Linked DNA regions of Macaca mulatta: region 1 is linked to region 2. The links are chromatin contacts, called in public Hi-C maps. All regions are on one chromosome and are shown on one strand. Each heading gives the region's core, a stretch centred on a gene start, on an enhancer-like site or on the middle of the called end of the contact. The rest is flanking DNA. Distances are from core to core; before and after follow the strand shown.

What was found. A called contact is a pair of places that touch in the nucleus more often than the background predicts.
Region 1: a contact with region 2 is called in a Hi-C map of fetal cortex germinal zone, with 3 times the contacts expected there. The contact joins the promoter of PISD here to the enhancer-like site in region 2. A contact is called at or near these places in 4 of 14 Hi-C or Micro-C datasets (cortical neurons, fetal cortex germinal zone, fetal cortical plate and 1 more).

The regions. Positions count from the first base shown.
Region 1 is chr10:19,850,278-19,853,323 of T2T-MMU8v2.0, forward strand. It overlaps PISD (phosphatidylserine decarboxylase), which reads left to right and starts at 1,653. Exons shown (of 7, transcript XM_077950023.1): 1 at 1,653-1,727. The coding sequence starts at 1,663. It overlaps LOC144331802 (a long non-coding RNA gene), which reads right to left. Exons shown (of 2, transcript XR_013399304.1): 2 at 1,646-2,859.
Region 2 is chr10:19,537,912-19,540,615 of T2T-MMU8v2.0, forward strand. No RefSeq gene overlaps it. Among named protein-coding and RNA genes, the nearest start is that of YWHAH-AS1, 20 kb to the right of the region's middle. Within about 2 kb of position 1,405, at least 9 of the 40 cell types and tissues checked have an H3K27ac peak or open chromatin away from gene starts, as enhancers often do. A contact at or near this core is called in fetal cortex germinal zone and fetal cortical plate, where this site is marked.

The DNA.
Region 1 (3,046 bases), core at 403-2,902, 310 kb after region 2:
GGCCAGGCTGGTCTTGAACTCCTGACCTCAGGTGATCTGCCTGCCTTGGCCTCCCAAAGTGCTGGGATTACAGGGTGAGCCACCGTGCCCAGCCTCTTAAAAAAAAAAAAAAAAGAGATGGGGTCTCACTATGTTGTCCAGGCTGGTCTCAAACTCTTGGCTCAAGCTATTCTCCCACCTCAGCCTCCCGATGAGTGGGGAATACAGGCATGAGCCACTGTGCCCCGCCAAAACCAATTCTATACAATTTTTTTTTTTCTTTTCGGACTTTGAAAACCATAATAAAGGGAGGTATCTTCCCCCAAATACCAAACCTGGTGCCTTCTAAGCTCTCTGTAGGAGCTGAGTATGCCCTAGTTGAACTTAAGCCAACTACACAGAAATAACTGCAGGCACCAGGGAGCATATTCCTCCTCCTGTCAAATGCCTGGTGAAGGCAACTGTGATTATCAGCTTAGCAGAGGAAAAAGTAGCGCTGTATTCCTGCAGTTGTTGGACCCAAATTCTGCCAGATTCTAGGCAAAGGGCTTAAAAGGCAGAATGTTTAGGCCCGGCGCGTTGGCTCACTCTTGCAATCCCAGCATTTTGGGAGGCCGAGGCAGGAGGATCACGAGGTCAGGAGATTGAGACCATCCTTGCTAATACAGTGAAACCCCGTTTCTACGAAAAATTAAAAAAAAAAAAATTAGCCAGGTGTGGTGACGGGCGCCTGTAGTCCCAGCTACTCGGGAGGGTGAGGCAGGAGAATGGCGTGAACCTGGGGGGCGGAGCTTGCAGTGAGCTGAGATTGCACCACTGCACTCCAGCCTGGGCGACAGAGCAAGACTCCGTCTCAGGAAAAAAAAAAAAAAAAAAAAATAGGAAGAATGTTTAGGACATGGTTTTTGGAGTCAGAGACGTATGTTCCAATTCTGGCTTCACTATTTTATAGTCTTTGAGCATGTGCCCTTTATGTACCCTTGAAGATGTCGCTTAACCTTTCTGAGCCTCAGGTACCTCATCTTTAAAATGGGGATAATGTTTCGGTCCTAGCCACGAGTCTCTGGTCAGTGCTCAGTAAAAAGTAGCAGACACGATTGAAAACTCGTTTTCCTCTTACAATTGAAGATAGGAACCTTTTTAAGAGCAAGCACCAGGCACCGAATTTAACGACTGGTTGCATTTCTGGGTGATCCAAGACCGTTTGTCCCCGGTCTCCCTGGCAGCACAGCGGTAGGAGTTAAGAATGATGTTACACCATGCATGCAAAGTGCTCACAACACACTCTGGCACTCAGAAAACGAGAGCTGAGTCATGGATGCCCAGTTTCCCCATCTGTAAAATGAGCAAGTTCGATCACTTGAAACGACATTCTTGGACCTTGGATGACTCAGATTTTCCAGGTACATACGGAAAAGCACGCCAGAGGGAAGGAGGAGGAGTGGCAGTGCTGCGACCAAGCCCAGGTTTAGCGAAACCGACAGCTCCACCACCCGCACTAGTTACCCCAGCTCCGGAGATGCCAAGCGGATGGGGTGGGTAGTAGACACAGGGCGGAGCTTAGTCGGCTCCGCCCCCAGCCCGCGCTTTTCTCATTGGCCCAGTGAACTCGAGACTCGTGACGCCTTAGGCGTGCGCCCAGCGTGTGAAGGGGGCTTGGCTCGCTGAGCGGGAGGAGAGAAGATGGCGACATCCGTGGTGCACCGGTTTCTGCGATTACTGCACGGGGTCGCGCCGTGGCGGAGCAGGTATAGCAGCGCGGAGAGACTGCCTTGGGGCGTGGGGCAATCTGGACCAAGCTGGGGTCTGGAGAGAGATGTTTCTCTGTCGCGGGCTCGCTCTGAGGCGAGCTTGGGTGGAGACGGAGCTACCTTCACCTCGAGCTTAGAAGCAGGTGCGACTGCTCCTGTCTAGGGCGGTCCGGATTTAGTTAAGGTGTGGCCTAGAAAGTCTCGCTTTGCCCTTTCCAGCTAGGTGGAAGTTCACGAGGGACAAAACCAGATGAAATAGGCTTCCTGCCCGTCACTCGACTCGAGGCAGGGCTTTCAGATGTTCAGATGCCATTTTCTCATGTGTTCGTTTTTGTAGAAGGAGGGATGTCTTGTGGGAAGGGCACTAGATTGAGTGTCAGGCTACTTTCATTTCTGGATCTTAGTCTTTGAAGCTCGAGGGTTGGATTAAGTAATCTCAAAACAGTCTGTTATGGGGCTAGAGTCTTGGTTACCCTTGTGACCCCCAGCTGTTAGGTTCTTAGAAATTGAAGAGACTTGAGGGGGTCTTCTTAGTCCAGCTGTCTCTCTTTGGAGTTAATGAGATTGGGGCTCCGAGAGAGGGAGGGATTTGCTCGAGTTCACCTAGCCAGTTTGTAGCAGAGCCAGGAATCAAGGTACCTCTCTCTCACGCGACGATCTTTCTCTCAGGCTGCCCACTGTGGGGACAGTTGTTATACAGAAAATAGAGCATTTGGACTGTCAGAAAATGGGTTAAAATGTTGGTATCTGTGACTCAGAGTCGGCTGCCTGGTGTCATTTCAAAGAGCTAAGATTTGAGAGATGCGTCATACTTGTGTGTTTCCTACAGGGTTCATTTTGTCAGCGTTGATCAGAGGATAACTTATTGTAGTTTTGGGAGGAGAAGGACACCGGATTTGGACTGAGGGGGGAACAGTAACCGTCATTGGTCTTGTTATGAAAGTGTGACATTTTCATCATTAACTGTACAGAAATGATTATCTCTTAGGAGAGGGCTCTGCATTATGGTGGTAACTGTTAGAATTTGGGCAGAAGGCTTTGTTTTCAATGTTATTAGCAGGCGCGCTGTTTATGAGTCAACCCTGAATTCATTTAAAGTGTGTCATAGGCCAGGTGCGGTGGCTCACGCCTGTGATCCCAGCACTTTGGGAGGCCAGGGTGGGTGGAGCACTTGAGGTAGGAGTTCGAGACCAGCCTGGCCAACGTGGTGAAACCCCGTCTCTACTAAAAAAATACAACAATCAGCTGGGCGTGGTGGCAGGCACCTGTAATCCCAGCTACTTGGGAGGCTGAGGCAGGAGAATTGCTTGAACCTG
Region 2 (2,704 bases), core at 155-2,654:
GGAGGCTGGCGGCCAGCAGGAAACAGGCTGGAGAGGAATTTGAGATGAAGGTGACATGGGCAGGGCAGCAGGGACCTTGGAGGCCTCCATCTTCTGAGCACTGGGAAGCCCTGTGGACATGTTTTGAGCTGTGGGAGAAACAATCCTGTTTGCATTAAAAAAAAATCTCAGGCGGGCGCGGTGCCTCATGCCTGTAATCCTAGCACTTTGGGAGCCTGAGGTGGGTGGATCACCTGAGGTCAGGAGTTCAAGACCAGCCTGGCCAACATACTGAAACCCCATCTCTACAAAAATACAAAAATTAGGCCGGGCATGGCGGCTAACTCCTGTAATCCCAGCACTTTGGGAGGCCAAGGCGGGCTGATCACAAAGTCAGGAGATTGAGACCACAGTGAAGCACCATCTCTACTAAAAATACAAAAAATTAGCCGGGCGCGGTGGCGGGCGCCTGTGGTCCCAGCTACTCGGGAGGCTGAGGCAGGAGAATGGCGTGAACCTGGGAGGTGGAGCTTGCGGTGAGCCAAGTTTGCGCCACTGCACTCCAGTCTGGGTGACCGAGTGAGACTCCATCTCAAAAAAAAAAAAAAAAAGCTGGGTGTAGTGGTGAGCACCTGTAGTCTCAGCTACCTGGGAGGCTGAGGCAGGAGAATTGCTGGAACCTGGGAGGCTGAGGCAGGAGAATTGCTGGAACCTGGGAGGCGGAGGCTGCAGTGAGCCAAGATTGCGCCACTGCCCTCCAGCCTGGGCAACGGAGAGAGACTGCGTCAAAAAAACAAAACAAAACCAAAAAAAAACATGTCCCTCAAGTGCCCTCCCTTTTGAGCACCGTGCCCAGTCCATACCACTGTGTGCATTTGGGTGACTGTGGGATCACCCTCACCCCACCACAGACACATGACCCTGAGCACCATGAGGACAGGGATCTGGGCTGTTTTACTCGCTGTGGTATCCCCAGTAGCCATACACAGGAGGAACTGAATCAAAGCTTGTTGGATGAGCCATAGCTGAAGGAAGATTATGGGCAGGGAGCCACATGCCCTGGTTTGCTTGGGGAGGCCAGGCTCACTTGTCTTTCCCACACAATAATAATGGTGTCCTGTTCACTCTCAAATGTCCCAATTTGATGACATAAGATCAACGTAGTTATTGGAAAGGAGAAGGGGTTCGCCCCGAGCCTCTATTCTGTCCCAGCCCCACACTGGTTTCCCACTTGCCCCCAACAAGTGCAAAGTTCAAAGCTTTTTCTTCTAACTCCTGAGATTTTGTTGTTGTTGTTAATATTTCCCTGCATTGCCCTCAATCTCCAGAAAAACATAAAAATTCTGTCTGCCCATTTCACTGCAGAAGTGGCCTTCTGGAGGGTTGCCATGGCGATCAAATGATGTCACTGTCCTGGAAACAGTTGCCTAGGAGATGTGTGATGTCACTTCCAGGAGATGATTTCCATGGTAACTATCTCGGTGGAATTGGGGGGTGGCCAGGAAATGGGGGCTGAGGGCGGATACAGAAGGGACAAATGTGAAGAGCGGAAGGAAAGGGGGAGGGGGAGGAATGCAGGAAAAAACCAGGAAGAGGAAGGGGACCATCCCAGAGCAGTTGAAAATAATATACAGAATCTCAGAAATGGAAAGGTCCCCAGAGACCACTAAATGCAACAACCTCATTTTTACAGAGGCTGCTGAGAGGCCAGGACTTGCTCAAGGTCTCACCACCAGTTGGCAGGTAACGTTAGAGCCAAGCCCAAGGCTGCGTGACTCTCAGGTTTGGGTGGGGGAATAAAAGATTCCTTTCAGCCATTTCTTTTTGTTTTGTTTTGTTTTTTTCCTGAGACAGAGTCTTGCTCTGTTGCCCAGGCTGGAGTGGCACAATCTGGGCTCACTGTAACCTCCACCTCCTGGGTTCAAGCAATTCTCCTGCCTCAGCCTCCCGAATAGCTGGGATTACAGGTGTGCACCACCACACCCGGCTAATTTTTGTATTTTTAGTAGAGATGGCATTTTACCATGTTGGCCAGGCTGGTCTTGAACTCCTGACCTCGTGATCCACCCACCTCGGCCTCCCAAAGTGCTGGGATTACAGGCGTGAGCCACCATGCCCAGTCTCAGTCATTTCTTTTTAAAAATTCTGGCCTCTAATCAATGAGTTATTCATGAATTAATTACTGTGAGTTTATGTGCTAGGCCTGGAGAGGAACGTGAGTGACATTTTCACAGTTACTTTATATCTTTTTAATGTATTGTTCCCACTTTTTTTGTATCTCCCCACTCTAACACTAGGGTTAGTCCCCCAAAGACAAGGTCCATGTCTGTGTAATTCATTAAGGTGTCTCCAGCCACCTGCTCAGTGTCTACCCTGTAGTGGCAGCTCTTCAATGTGTTTGTTGAATGAATGAAGACAGATAAATGCCATTGTGTGGTACAGACCCACAGTACTGGATCCCAAAGAAGGGACTGCAGTAGCTGACAGGGAGGAGGTAAGATTTCATAAATAGAATTAGAATAGGGCAAGAGAAGAAAGCCAGACGGGAGAGTAACGGCTTGAGCAAAAGTAAGAGCAGGCTGAACAAACTGGGTACAGCTGGAAAGATTCCAGTTGGTGCTTTGATCCATCTCTTGAGTTATACTGTAAACTGCAGTACCTCACTTTTTAAAGTGAAGGAGCTCCAAGGTTTAGGAGTAAGAAGCACATTGAGGTCCAGATTGCC